Linked DNA regions of Hordeum vulgare: region 2 is linked to region 1. The links are chromatin contacts, called in public Hi-C maps. All regions are on one chromosome and are shown on one strand. Each heading gives the region's core, a stretch centred on a gene start, on an enhancer-like site or on the middle of the called end of the contact. The rest is flanking DNA. Distances are from core to core; before and after follow the strand shown.

What was found. A called contact is a pair of places that touch in the nucleus more often than the background predicts.
Region 2: a contact with region 1 is called in a Hi-C map of leaf, with 5 times the contacts expected there. The contact joins the promoter of LOC123412133 here to the promoter of LOC123412894 in region 1. A contact is called at or near these places in 3 of 6 Hi-C or Micro-C datasets (leaf and seedling).

What each region holds. Positions count from the first base shown.
Region 1 is chr7H:516,952,410-516,960,132 of MorexV3_pseudomolecules_assembly, reverse strand. LOC123412894 (amino acid permease 1-like) reads left to right here and starts at 3,560. Exons shown (of 5, transcript XM_045105853.1): 1 at 3,560-3,885; 2 at 6,301-6,534; 3 at 6,635-6,728; 4 at 6,835-7,192; 5 at 7,303-7,723. The coding sequence starts at 3,804.
Region 2 is chr7H:517,418,333-517,426,055 of MorexV3_pseudomolecules_assembly, reverse strand. LOC123412133 (amino acid permease 3-like) reads left to right here and starts at 3,705. Exons shown (of 5, transcript XM_045105085.1): 1 at 3,705-4,004. The coding sequence starts at 3,872.

The DNA of each region.
Region 1 (7,723 bases), core at 2,311-4,810:
GATCTGCGTTGGGTTTTTCATGAAGAGGAATGGGTTATCGCGGCACAATGCAGGGAAGTATTTCCCTCGATTAAGAAACCAAGGTTTATCAAACCAATAGGAATGTCAATCCTCAATCGTCTTCAATGACTGCACACAAAAGGACAAACAACTTGACCCAACGCGGGAAAGAGGGCTCTCAATCCCCTTGGTCTCGTTATTTGCAAGCGGATAAGGTGTGTAGATAATTGTAGATAGTTGTGACTTACAAAATAAAATAAAATAACAAATAATAACAATGGGTAAATTATAAGTTTTTTGAATATATAAGTGAATAGACCCGAGGGACATAGTGTTTTCTAGTGGCATCTCTCATGACAGCAACATATGGTGGATAAAGAAATTACTTTGCACAAATGATAGAACATCAGATAGTTATGTGATTTTCACAGCAATGATCATGTGTATATAGGCATCACGTCCATAAGCAAATAGACCGACTCCTACCTGCACCTACTACTATTACTCCATCCATCGACCGATGTCCAGCATGCCTCTAGAGCATTAAGTAAACAGAGTAATGCTTGGGGAACGATGACATTTCACCATTTCAAATTTTCCCAATTGCTTAGAAAAGTATTCTAGATGAACTGACATAGATGCATCTTCAGCAGGTTCAAGCAAGTTGTTCCTAAGTTTTTCAGGACCACTCATGTCTGTTTTTTGAGTATTATATCTCACCTCCTTAATAAACTATTCATGATTTGAGTTAACCATCATCTGAGGGTATTCGACAACGGAATCTCAAGCCCAGTTTTGGCTCGGGATGAGTCGCCAAGTTCTGAAGGCAATTCGGTGGTCGACCACTACAGTTCATCATCATCTTCAAAGTGGATGACGTTTGCAGTTGTCAATCGACAATGGTGGTTTATCCAATCGACGAATTATATCCAGAAAACAGAACAGAGTGTAAGATTTGTTATACCTCGTTGGGAGGTGGCCACATCTGCAATATCCACATCCATGTGATCCTCTTCATCTCCCGGAGGTGACGTCACCGAGGTAGCAGCTCTGACAAGAAAATTCCACTCGTTCATCAAAGATATTAAATTCCACAACAACGAAAGAAAGGAAATAAACACTCACGCTAAAGCAACTCGCACAATTATCCTCATTCGGGGCAAAGCTTTCCGAGGTTTGGGAGCGTCGGGTTTGGGTTGTTTCGTAGCCTTCTCTGTCGACTCGGTTGTTGCGGCCCGGTCACGCTTCGTGTTCCTGGTGCTTGATGCCATGGTCTTGCTTGGGACAGCCGCCAGGTCTTGGCGTTGCCTGGATCGAGAATCATTACAAGGGCAAGACTGAATCTCTTCTTCGCTCTCCTCCGAGCCGCCTTCACTGTCTTCGTTGTCCTCAGCATCATCACTGTCCACGCTGTCGCCTGCACTCTCTTCACCGATGTCAAGTTGCCCTCCTTTCAGCACGGGCGAATACATATTTGTCAACTCCTACAAGATACAAGAAGCAAAGTCAGACGAGTGGAGGATCAATCACTCGACGAAGGTATGAAAATATTCGGCAAGGACATAACTCACCACGTTCGGAGGCATGATTCTCAGTAGAGAAGGGCAAGACCCGTTTGGCTCCCAAAGGGTTGTCACAGGCTCCAGTGATGCTTCTGAGCCACTGTGCCATGGTCTCTTCAGATACCTCCTCTGGCTGTGACCGAGTGGAGTCCTTGGGGCCCGAATAATGCCACATGGCGTGGTCTCTTGCTTGGAGAGGCTGCATTCGCCGACTGAGAAATGTCTCAAGTAGGTCCATCACAGTCCGCCCGTCACAGATCATATTGACTAAAGCATTAATCAGAATTCCTACATGGATCTTCTCCTCCTGTGACACAGTTAGCGTACTGGGAGCAGTAGGTCACTCCAAAGTAAATGGGGGAAGGCCAGTCGACATATTTGGAGCCGCAATGTCTTTGCAATAAAACCAAGTTGACTGCTAGCCTCGGACAGATTCGGGAAGAATCATTTGCGGAAATGCACTCTTACTCCTCTTCTGGAGCTCCAGGCCACCACACAGTTGGATGACATGGGTTCTACTATCACTAGGATTAGCTTTCTTTACCGACTGAGAACGTATGGAGAAGATATGTTTGAAAAGTCCCTAATGCAAGGAACAAACCAAATAGCATTCGCACAACATTATGAATGTGAAAAGGTATGCAATAGTATTTGGAGGAAAGTTGTGGAGTTCAGCACCGAAGAAGTTTAAGAATCCACAGATGAATGTGTGAGGAGGCAAAGAAAAACCTCGCTCAACGTGGGTGAGGAGGAGAACTCTCTCACCTTCGCGCGGCTCTGGCTCGACTTCTCCCCCCGGTAACCTCCATGAACCGACTATCATCCCGTCGTTCACAAGATTCAGGATGTCCACCTCCTTGACGGTCAACGGGAGAAAATCCCCCTGGATCCACCCCGGCGGCGCCGCAGATCGGGCGCCCGATGGCTTCTTGGGATTAGCTCCTTTCTTGGCCTGCTCGAGCTTCCCTGTCTTCCCTTTCGTCACCTCAACGGCGGTGGTGGAGACGGACCTAAGCGACGCTCGTGAGACAGAGGTGGTGGAGAAAAAGAGGGGATTGAGGAGGAACACTACTCCAAACCCTAGTGTCGTCCCGTCTTATAGCAGCCGAGTGAGTCGCTGACCTATGGGCCCGCCCGATCTCTGTCTATCCCGGTAACAGAGGAAGCGCAATACGTGGCGATTTAGGCGGCGCGATAATCGAGGCATCGTTCTCCCACTTTTCCTGGTCGTTGCGTCATCACCGCACGGCACGCGCGTGCCAAATTTTCGAATGCCGTGAAATCCGGGCCTGACGAAGCGACCCGTCGCGTCAAGAGACCTTGTTGATCACTCGGGCCAGTTTTCACGTTCAAGTTCACTCGGGTGCATTTCAAGACAGAATCGATCACGGTGAACGACAAAGGCTTCAATCGACGCACAGTTCTGCTAAGCCCTGAAGTGCATTCGGAGTTTGCGTGTTTTATCAGAATCTGCATCAACCCCTTTCTGACTCGAAGCCCGACCCATTCGAGGGCTAGTGATGGGATATGTACCTAGGATAGGGTCATAGGCCTGATCTACATGTCACTCGGTAGAACATCCACTCGGAGACTTTCTCCTTTCACTCGACGAAAGCCTTTCACTCGGAAGAACTAGAAGCCAGTCTACCGCGGAAGATCAGAAGCCACTTCAGGGAGGCCAACGAGCGGGCACTCGATATATAGAGTTTGGGTGCAATTGATATCTTTGGAACATTAATATATTGTTTTTTAGGAAAGATATAAGATTATTGCAGGCAGCGCAGGGCATGGGACTGTAAGTTTTGACATACAAGAGAAAAAATGGGCGTCAACTTATCCTGTCCGGCGCGAGTCACCGTTTACACCGGGCGTTTCTTTCCACGTATAGCAAGGCGAGGCGGGGCCGGGGGTGGCACCCAGTTGAGAGCTAGCTCGCCGGCCCCCGCTCCGCGCCTATATATACGGCAATTCATTGGCCTCTCCTATTCCCTCTCCTGACCACACCACCACCACTTCTCCTTCCTTCCACCACCGGAGGAGCAAAGCTGCAAGGGGGGAGAGGGAACCGCAAACAATTATCTCTCTCTATCACTCCCGCACCGCATAACCCACACACGCACAACGTACATACAGATCACTCTTGTACACAGAGAGAGAGAGAGAGAAAGAGAGAGGCCAGGACCGAGGCCGAGGAGGAGATCGACGCGGAGGGAGGCGGCGGCAAGGGAGAGGCGCGGAGCCATGGAAGTCGACGGCGGCCGCCAGGCCTACCTCCCGCGCAGCGAGGGCGACGTCGACGACGACGGCAGGGAGAGGAGGACAGGTATATACGCACGACCCATCCATCCATCCATCCACCATTCCTGCTCAGCAATTCGCCTCTCCGTACGTAGATCGATCGATCCGTTCTCCGGCCGTCCGGCCGGCGGACGGATGGTGGTTGGGTTTCTTACATCATTCCTAAATCGAACGAATGAAGGAAAGGAAAGGAAGGGGAAACCGAGGCCGTCACGCGCGCGCTTCGTGAACCGGGGACGGAGAGCAAGCGCGTCGAGAGAGGCCACGTAGAGCTAGACGGCGTATACGCCATTAATGCCCTACCCGAATTCCCACGGAATTAACTCCCGACGTATACGTACAATTGCATGCGCATGGATCCTAGTAGTGCCATCGCCGGCCGCCCGTGGCGCATAGGCCAACGTTGTTTGGATCGATGCTTGCCGCCGAAGCTCCCTGCATCTCTCTCACGGCGGGCTATCAAAAATAAATTGATTGCTTTCCAGTTTCCACCGCGGGCTGCTTGCCAGAGGGCGTATGCACGCGGCCGTTTTTGTAAACCATTAATTACCGCCCTGGAATCTCCGCGGCCGTTTTTGTAAACCTAGTAGTACTACTACAGCTACCAGGGTTCCCATTTATGGCTATTCGATCGGCATGCAGATTCCAGCCGGATTCATCTGGTATCCAGTTTCCAATCTTTGAGTTATTATAGCGCTGGGTTGGCAATCCATCGGTTGGCCCTTGCTGCCTTGCAGACGTTACAGTAAATCCGTGTTTCCTTTTTTTGCGCGTCTAACTAGTTTCTATATTTGTTTTGCGGAGCGAGTTAATGATTTCATGCTTTATATCCGTGAACGATATATATAGAACCTTTGCATTCTGGGAACACAACAATTCATTCGTCCTAGTTTAAGTGGGCAAATGATTCATCATGCATATCCACAAATTCTAGGAACACCAAAAGTACAGAGCATACCACGTAGGTGCACGAGCGCACGCATTATAAACGCAGCGTTTGTCGAGTCGTGGAGTTTGAAGTTTGGTAGTCACATTATGTTTCGTCAACAGTCGTGGAGTTTGAAGTTTGGTAGTCACATTATGTTTCGTCAACAGATGTGATACGTAAAAAACAAATATAGGAGTAATACGTAAATATCTAACAGAAAATAAATAGTAATGTATTTTTCTGACGGACTGGTATTTCAATCCTACTCCCTCCGTTCCATACTATAGCAGCGTTTTTGACATTACACCAGTGTCAAAAACGTTCCTATGTTATGGAACGAAGGAAGTAGTGTAGAAAACGGACGCATATTAGTTTGGGTCGTTCACCTATGGACCAGCTTGTTCACGGGCCTACATGTCAGCCACTGCAACTCAAACCGACTTACGTTGGACAATCCACAGCCATAGAAAGCCCCATTCATTCGCTATTGCCGAACATTCTTTAGAGCAGTGTCAAGTGCTTCCAAAAACTCAAACCAATAGGATAAGGTGGGCCATAAAGCTATTCAATGACTATTATTCGAGCTAAACATGGAATCTTTTGTATGTTTGTTGCGCCAATCAACCTTTGGTTTTGGTTCCATGTTGAGTTAAATGCTTCGATCAAAATGGATTATACTACAATGAACTTTTTTTCGAACATATTCCTGGATACTGAGCATTAGTTTTTTTTCAAACATATAGAAAGGGTAAAATTAATTTCAGAAGTATCATAAATTACAAACAAGTTCAGACACTCTTCGTATTAGAGTCTTGGTCTTAAACCTCGTTATCTTTTTCTTTCTTTTTTTGAAACGGAGGCAAAAGATTTGCCTCATGCATTAATCAAGAATAGAGTAGCACAGAACAGCGATTACATGGCCACACATGGTTTTGTGTGTGGTGAGCAGTGTGGAGGTTTTGGGAGGCTTTGGCTTTCAGGAAGACAAGTTGATTCGAGATATTTCGTCACTAGCTAGCACGGTGGTAGTATCTTTCCCCTACCAAGGTAGCACCCCAGCAGCGGTCCAACCAGTTGGGGTTCCCTCCATAAAACCGGCACCTCTTCCTAGACGCGCCCCGATGAGATCGATGTGCACAGGTCAAAGAGGCCACCGAGAAAAGAACGGCTGCCATGGCAGCAGTGGCGTAGGCCACCGAGGTAGAACGCCCCTTGAATTGAATGAATGTTGCCAAATCCAGCGTCGGCGCCATGCGTCCGATATTTTCCTGATGGTTTCCCGTAGCTTTCTTTCCCTGTAGATGCTAGCGCCACCGAGCGAGAATATGTTGCCAACTCTGCTTTCTGCATGGCCATCGCCGAAAGCTCCTTATCTCCTTACCTTGGTTCACTAGCATCGGTTTGCTGTACGCGTCAACGGCAGCGACATTTTCGTCTGCATATGCATGGGTCCATGGTTTGACGGATTTCGCAGCTCATTATTGTTGCATGTTTTGTGTTGTGCACCACCAGGGACGGTATGGACGGCGGCGGCGCACATCATAACGGCGGTGATCGGGTCCGGCGTGCTGTCGCTGGCCTGGGCCATGGCGCAGCTGGGGTGGGTGGCCGGGCCGCTCTCCCTGGTGCTCTTCGCCATCATCACCTTCTACACCTGCGGCCTCCTTGCCGACTGCTACCGCGTCGGCGACCCCGTCTCCGGCAAGCGCAACTACACCTACACTGAGGCCGTCCAGTCCTACCTCGGTACGTACTCGGTGCTCATCACATTGCAAGCTTTTTCCGCCTGAAAAATGAGAACGTTGCAAGCTGAAGATGATGGTGTGTGTGTGTGTCTTGTATGCAGGCGGATGGCACGTCTGGTTCTGCGGATTCTGCCAGTACGTCAACATGTTCGGCACCGGCATTGGCTACACCATCACCGCCTCTATCAGCGCCGCGTAAGCTCCGTCGAATTTTCATTCCACAACCTGGACATATGCACGGTCGATCGATCATAGTAGTAGCAGTAACAACGTGTGACTGAGTGTTTTTGCATGCATGCAGCGCTATCAAAAAGTCCAACTGCTATCACCGGCACGGGCACAAGGCGGACTGCAGCCAGTACCTGAGCACCTACATCATCGCCTTCGGGGTGGTGCAGGTCATCTTCTGCCAGGTGCCCAACTTCCACAAGCTCTCGTGGATCTCCATCGTCGCCGCCATCATGTCCTTCTCCTACGCCACCATCGCCGTCGGCCTCTCGCTGACGCAGACCATCACGTCGCCCACGGGGAGGACGTCACTAACCGGCACGGAGGTCGGGGTGGACGTCGACTCCTCGCAGAAGGTCTGGATGACGTTCCAGGCCCTCGGCAACGTCGCCTTCGCCTACTCCTACTCCATCATCCTCATCGAGATCCAGGTACGTACATATATATATATAACTCGAGTCTCTCGAGCAGAGCAGGTGATGATGAATTGAGAGTGATGACTAATTAAGTTGCTGGCGAACAAACGATGATGTGCGCGCAGGACACGCTGCGGTCACCTCCCGGCGAGAACAAGACGATGCGGAAGGCGACGCTGATGGGCATCTCGACGACGACGGCCTTCTACATGCTGTGCGGCTGCCTGGGCTACTCGGCGTTCGGCAACGACGCCAGCGGCAACATCCTGACGGGGTTCGGCTTCTACGAGCCCTACTGGCTGGTGGACTTCGCCAACGTGTGCATCGTGGTCCACCTGGTGGGCGGGTTCCAGGTGTTCTGCCAGCCGCTGTTCGCGGCGGTGGAGGGCGGAGCGGCGCGGAGGTACCCGGCGCTGGGCCGGGAGCACGCGATGGTGTTCCGGCTGGTGTGGCGGACGGCGTTCGTGGCGCTCATCACGCTGCTGGCCATGCTGATGCCCTTCTTCAACAGCATCCTGGGGTTCCTGGGCAGCATCGCCTTCTGGC
Region 2 (7,723 bases), core at 2,456-4,955, 470 kb before region 1:
ATTTTAGGATGAAGGGAGTATATGCTTGTTCGTCAACATTGTCGTGTAGAAATGCATTTTTAACGTCAAGTTGATGGATAAACCAGGATTTGGATAGGGCGAGGGAGAGGAGAGTGCGTATAGTTACTGGCTTGATAACTAGGCTAAATGTCTCATAAAAGTCAACACTAGGTGTTGTGTGAAGCCACGGACAACCAAACATGCTTTACGATGGGCCAAAGAGGCATCAAATTAATATTTGTAGCGAAAAATCAATTTTCCATTGACAATGTTGGCTCTAGGAGGTGAAAGCATGAGAGTCCACGTGACATATGAAGAAGTGCATCATATTCATCTTGCATACCTTGGCGACAAGCATGATTGTGTTGGAAATATGTCCCAGAGGCAATAATAAAATGGTTATTATCATATTTCCTTGTTCACGATAATCGTCTATTGTTCATGCTATAATTGTATTAACAGGAAACAGTAATACATGTGTGAATAAATAGATCACAACGTGTCCCTAGCAAGCATCTAGTTGGCTAGCTCGTTGATCAATAGATGATCATGGTTTCCTGATCATGGACATTAGATGTCATGATAATGGGATCACATCATTGGGAGAATGATGTGATGGACAGGACCCAATCCTAAGCATAACACTAGATCGTGTTGTTCGTATGCTAAAGCTTTTCTAATGTCAAGTGTCTTTTCCTTCGACCGTGATATTGTGAAACTCCCGGATACCGTAGGAGTGATTTGGGTGTATCAAACGTCACAACGTAACTGGGTGACTATAAAGGTGCACTACGGGTATCTCCGGAAGTGTCTGTTGGGTTGGTACGAATCAAGATCGGGATTTCTCACTCCGTGTGACGGAGAGGTATCTCAGGGCCCACTCGGTAGAACATCATCATAATGAGCTCGGTGTGACTAAGTAGTTAGTCACAGGATGATGTGCTACAGAACAAGGAAAGAGACTTACCGGTAACGAGATTGAACAAGGTATAGGTATACCGACGATCGAATCTCGGGCAAGTTCTATACCGAGAGACAAAGGGAATTGTATACGAGATTGATTGAATCCTTCATATAGTGGTTCATCCGATGAGATCATCGTGGAAACTGTGGGAGCCACCATGGGTATCCAGATCCCGCTGTGATGGGGAACGTCGATGGTTATTGGCCGGAGAGTGTCTCGGTCATGTCTGCATGATTCCCAAACCCGTAGGGTCTACACACTTAAGGTTTGATGACGCTAGGGTTATAGGAAATTGTTATACGAGGTTACCGAAGGTTGTTCGGAGTCCCGCATGAGATCCCTGACGTCACGAGGAGCTCCGGAGTGGTCCGGAGGTAAAGATTGATATATAGGTTGGACGGGTTTGGACGCCGGAAATGTTTCAGGCGTCACCGATAGCGTACCGGGACCACCGGAAAGGGTTCCGGAGGTCCACCGGGAGGGGCCACCAGCCCCAAAAGGTGACATGGGCCAAAAGGTGGAAGGGAACCAGCCCAGAGTGGCCTGGTGCGCCTCCCACCAGGGGCCCAAGGCGCCTAGAGAGGGAAAGGGGGGAAAACCCTAAGTCTGGTAGGCCTAAGGCCCACCAGGGGTGCGCCACCCCCCTCTCCCCCTCCTGGCCGCCACCCCCCTTTCCCATCTAGGGCTGCCGCCCCCCTTTAGGGTGGGAAACCCTAAAGGGGGCGCCACCCTCCATTTCCCCTATATATAGCAGGGGGTTTTGGCCTTTGAGGATACAGTTTTTCCATCTCTCTCGGCGCAGCCTTGCTCTTCTTCTTCCTCCTCTCCCACGGTGCTTGGCGAAGCCCTGTCGGGACACCTCGTCTCTCTGTCGACACCACGCCATCGTGCTGCCGGAGATCTTCCCCAACCTCTCCCTCCTCCTTGCTGGATCTAGCTGGGGGAGACGTCACCGGGCTACACGTGTGTTGAACGCGGAGGTGCCGTGTTTCGGCACTAGATCGGAATCACACCGCAATCTGAGTCGCCGCGAGTACGACTTCATCAACCGCGTTCTAGCAACGCTTCCGCTTAGAGACCTTCAAAGGCATGAAGATGCACTCTCCCCTCTCTCGTTGCTGGTCTCTCCATAGGAAGATCTGAATATGGCGTAGGAAAATTTTGAATTTATGCTACGTTACCCAACAGATTGTGCAAGGCGAGATAGTAGTGTGGGATTGGAGAGGAAATGCTAGGGGTGAGAGTATAGGATGTCCTAGTTAAACTTTGAGAGCTATGTTTGAGCCCTGCTTCGCCCGTGTCAGAGCATAGGTTGACTCACCTATCGTCTCGTGTGCTAAAGATGATTCACCTCTACCATCTGAAAAAATGGTGGCTCCTGAGGTAGTATCTATAGTTGATGATATTGTTGCGTCTGAGATATTGATGCATGTGGTTGACAACAACTACACCAAGAAGGTGGACTCACTTGTGCCTCAGACGTTGCTTGGGCGCCCGCTTCACCTCCTTTGGAGCCTTGTCAGGTGGCCACTGATGAGGAGGGCGTTGATCTAGACGTTGATGCCACACATTCATTGGAGTCTATAGAGAGTGATGATGTTGCATCGATTCCTAACCTCGGGGACATGGTCCTCATCAAGCTTGTCTAATACATATCTAACTTGAATGCTAACACCGATAAAATGATTGAATGTACCTTGAAAAAGACGCTCAAGGGACAAATGCAAGAAGTATGGCGCTCATCCTCAATCGGGTATCGTAAAGAAGAAGCTAGCAAGTGCGATGACAAGAGCGATAAGGGGAGACAGATGTGCTTCCATGATACAATTGTATTGGCTACAAATGTGGGCTCATATGTGTCTTGTACGTATCGTTAGAGCATCCACAACCAGACTTGGCAAATCGGCCCCTTATACTTTCGCAAAAGCGCCCAAGCGGGCCTGTGGACGGGGCATGATAACCACTCATATGTCGCTTCCGACAGTCACACACCTCAAATTCGAACTATCAAGTCCATGTAAATCCATGCACGTTCATCATAAATGTGAGTATCGCTCATAATAACATTTGTTGGTAGCAAAAATATATAGCTTGAACATAAAATTTATTTCAAGTGCATAATTTAAACATGAGATCTTTGCTTTTCACAGTGGCTCAGAAGATCACTCAGAAGTTGCGCGTACACCTGATGATCTCGAAGATTCTAACACATCTGTAGAAAATTGATAAGTTAATTTGCATCTTGTTGTTTCGAGATATGGATTTGTTCTCGAGGTGTCTCAAAATCATTTGTTTGGGCTACCCGTCACCCCGGTTCTTGACAATCATTGGTTTTGGGGTCTTTGAGATGCCCGTTTGTAGATGTTCTTATATCCGCTCAAGTTGTCGGGGTTTCATTGGTGTGACCCAAATGTTTGGGGCTGATTTTGTGTTGGATCTATTCGTATGAGGACAACTTTCTCGTTTCTTAATTAAGGGATGAAGGAAAAAAGATGCCCCCCTTTAAGACAATAAACTACCAATATACCAAGCCGATCTAAAGCACCAACATTTGACCTCTCCCACGTAAGTTGGCAGCTTTGTTGGAACCCCGAAACGACCGTGGAAAGGCGTACGTAGGACGTGCATTTCCAGTGTCCTACGATGTGAACAAATAAGGATAAAGGGGAATAATTGTTAGGATAGCAGACGCGCGTGTACGGCCGTGCCCCTCGCCTCCTCCGCTATATATATACTCCAGCACAGGATGGGAGGAGAAACGCCACTCTGAACCGAGCGGCTCTTCTCTCTGATTGTCATTCACTCGTTCTGGACAGCCGCACCTACCATCCTCGCAGACAGAGACCCGGCGAGGGAGCGAGGAAGGGGGAGAGAGGAAGGGGAGAGACCACGAACGCTGACGGAGAGATGACCAAGGACGTGGAGATGGCGGCGCGGAACGGCAGCAAAGGCGCCGCCGCCGGGGAGGCGTACTACCCCTCTCCCCCGGGGCAGGGCGGCGACGTCGACGTCGACGACGACGGCAAGCAGCGGCGAACAGGTAAGCAGCAGCATCCTCAGCTCAGCTAATCACCTCCTTTAACTCGCGTCGCAGCAAAGTTGCGCAAGGGCACGCACGCTTATCATGTGTCCGGTTGAGCTCGGCTAGCTTTTCATTACGCCAAAACCCTGCCGCCGGCCGGCCGCGGCCGCCTTTCTGTGCTTGCGATATCGCCACGGTCGTGTTGTGTCGCCGCTGCCGAGCTGGGAAGCATGTGCCGCGCTGTTGGCACGACGGAGTTCGGGTGTGGATTTGCCTCCCGCTGTGGGGGACCGCGCGCACGCGATTGTGTTCAGCGAAAGGAGGAAGGCGGAGAGATGCCGGAAAGTTTAGCTGTTTTCTTGTTCGTTTTCGCGGTGGGCGGAAGAAACTAAACTACTATCATGCTCGCATGGGGAGGGTGCTGGACTTGGCCGGTCAAACGTGTTTACGTACGGTCACCGGCATGTCCTACTACTGCTCGCAAGGGTTGGACGGTTGTCGCGCCTCCCTCGGTCTTCTTTGGTTTCGTTCCAAAACCGTACGCTTGCGACCTACTCCTACACCACATCAGAGATCAGACAGAGAGGAAGAAGAAGAAAGAAAAATAACAAGCATGCCATCTGACGTGCACGTCCCAGCTAGATTTGTCTCGACACCAATATTTTTCTACCAATTATTAGCTTTTCTTTTTTGAAAGAATTCTACCAATTATTAGCTCATCAAGCAGAGACGAGCGCTCACATGGTCTCAACTCTCAAGCATGGGCGCTGCATATCGGTCCAACGGGGTCACGGGGTCAAACTCGACCGGAGGGAGAACGGCACACCTGTTCACCGTGGCGTGGATGACTATTCTACCGCTGCTCCTATGCACGGTGAACAGCTGTGCTCCTATTCCGTCGCCGTAACAGCAGAATGCTTCACCGTAATACTACTAGCTAGCGTCAAAAATAAAATAACCAGAGTGAGCTACAAAACAGTTTACTGTGAAGAAACGTCGGCTGATTGCCGTTGTCAGCGTCTGGGTAGCGTGGATGCTCCACACGGAATTACCGGCGCGCATCTCTGACCGGCAGTGGCATGCGCGTGCGTTACCGCCACTTTACAGATTCCTTGGCCTGCACGTGTTGGAAGAAAAATTAGTACTATCCGCCCTAGCTAGCCTTTTTGACAAGAGATGCTGGTAGGCCATCGGTGTAGACGGTCAGACTGAATGAGGTCATGACTGACTCCTGATTGTTCATCCTGTGTGTTGACTGCTAACCCGTCAATCTCACCAACTCGATCAGATTTCCAGTCTGAAAACCCCTCTTCGGGGTCGGGGATGGCACTCTTGCTGGTGGTTTCTTACCCGGCAGAATCTGTCTCCCTCACGCGACTGGGCCAGGTTTCCCTTTCAGCCAATTCCATTTCCATCGGACAATTTTATGGGGATGGAAACAATATCACTACCTGCACGACACACGATAAGCACCGTTAATGGAGGCGATATGAACTTTGACGCAAAATCTGACCCATGACGTTTGGAAGCCGGTCGTGAGCATGGAGGCGCGGACATCCTTTCGATTATTTTCAACGGGGCAGATACTACTCCTATGGGCAAGCATGGGGTAGGACTAGGAGGAGCGGGAAAAAGATGGGCTTGCTTCTGTCGTCTGACTCGAGAAGCTCGTCTGAGATACGGTATGGTCGTCGAGAGGCCCGCGGAGTCTGCGCGGATGAGCTCACCGATGCGATCGATGAGCAGCCGTCTCTGACCTTCCGGCGCGCGCCTCTACGCGCCACAGCAACCAAACCATGACTCGATATACGGAGTATATAATATAATATCATCTTTGTCCTAGCTAAAGCTACTCCCAAGTCAATATCCTCTCCCCCTGCCATGAGAAGAAACAAAGGTCTCAATTCCATATCCTGGAGACTGGAGTTGGCCGGCGGGAAGCAAACGCACATCATTCGGCCCGTCGTCAAGGGACATCCATGAGGCCTTGTGTTGACATTTGCTGTGAGCCCAACCTCGTTGCAGCTGAACAATGAAAAAAAAAGACAAATAGCTAGTAGCACAATCAACGAAGGCCCACGGCCTCCCCCGTTACATATTTACTGCTTGCATGGAATCTTGCGAAGCAAAGGGGGCCTAAGCATTTCTATTATTATTGGCAAGGTCAGGATTTTCTTTTGACATTAACAAGATAATCTTGAGGAGCTAGACCTTTTGAAATGTAGACACACATGGGTTAAAGATATACTCATGTTACCTCCTTTTAAGATCTCGTGATTGTGAGCAAATCTTGTTCAATTGAGTTGAACTTTAAACTTACAATTCTGTTGCAAATAAAAAAATCACTCTCTTACATTTAAGGGCTCTTTTCAAGGCTAGTTCTAATTAAGGTTTTATTAGTTTATTTCTTGAGACTAAATCAAGGATCATGCTAGATTTTTTTTATTAACTTAAGGAAATCCCTTAACTTAATGCATTAATATAATAGTTCCTTCGTTCTAACATAAGTGACGCAAATTTAGTATTAAATTAATATAAATTTTGCACTAGATCAATAACACTTATTTTAGAACAGAGAAAATACAAAATACTTCCTCCTTTTTAAAATAAGTGTTTCAATTTTGTACTAACTTTAATACAAAATTGTATTAAGTATGAGATACTTATTTTAAAACGGAGGGAATAATATAGTATCATATCTTGTTACTCACTGGACTCTTTATTTATACTAGCAAAAGGGCCCATGCGTTGCAACGGGAGAAAGAAATACCACAAGGCGCACGCTCTTAATTTATAAAAAATGTCTATAATTTGAGAATTTATAGTTATGATACAAATAAAGATGGTCTTATCTTACAAAAATGCAGTTCAAAATTTCACAGGTCTTCTATTTTAACATGGCTTGCATGTAGATTTAATACGTACAAAGAATCAGTCAAGTGACCTTCAGTTTCATCTCTAATCCTGATTTGTTGACGTGTTCATTCCCAACCCGGATGAGTACCGGTATGAAAGAAAGACGAATAATGACTTATTTATTAAGATTGCACCCTAGATAGTATTTTTATTAAACGTTTAACAGATAAAATAATATCATATTTAAATTCTACATATTTTTCTAATCAAATTCCATGTAGGAGTTACGGTTTAAAAGATATGAGTATTTAAAAAAATATTTAATATATACTACGAGTTTAATGTCATAAACAGTAAGGACTTTTTTTGTAAAATCACCTCGGTGGGTTTTCCGACGTATAGATTTCTTTGTTTTATTCAGACACAAGTAAATAATCTTTTTGTCGGGGACAGGGCCAATGACCCAAGGCCAGGCTACCCCGAGGGCTGCATAATTTAAATAGCATCTACTACTTCTTTATATTTTTAAATGTTGGTGCGTTCGAGTGTTTGTGATATCCTGCAAGAGTGTGTCCACCTCTAGGTTTCGAGAAGTATTCATCACAAAACACTTTTATTCGAGAAACTTCCAGAAAATGTTGAGCACGTAAATTACTACTCCCATTGTTTCACAATATAAGAATGTTTTGCACTCTATGCTAGCTTGCATAAACGAGAGGGCACGACCTGCACGTATGGGCATATGAACCCACTTTTTAAGAATGCATTTGAAACATGTTCTAAAGTTTCAAGAGAAAAATGAAAATTCCACACATTATCTTCACAATATGGGTGCGGCACACAAATTTTCGTGACCAAAGTCTAATTTTGTTTTGCCTCGA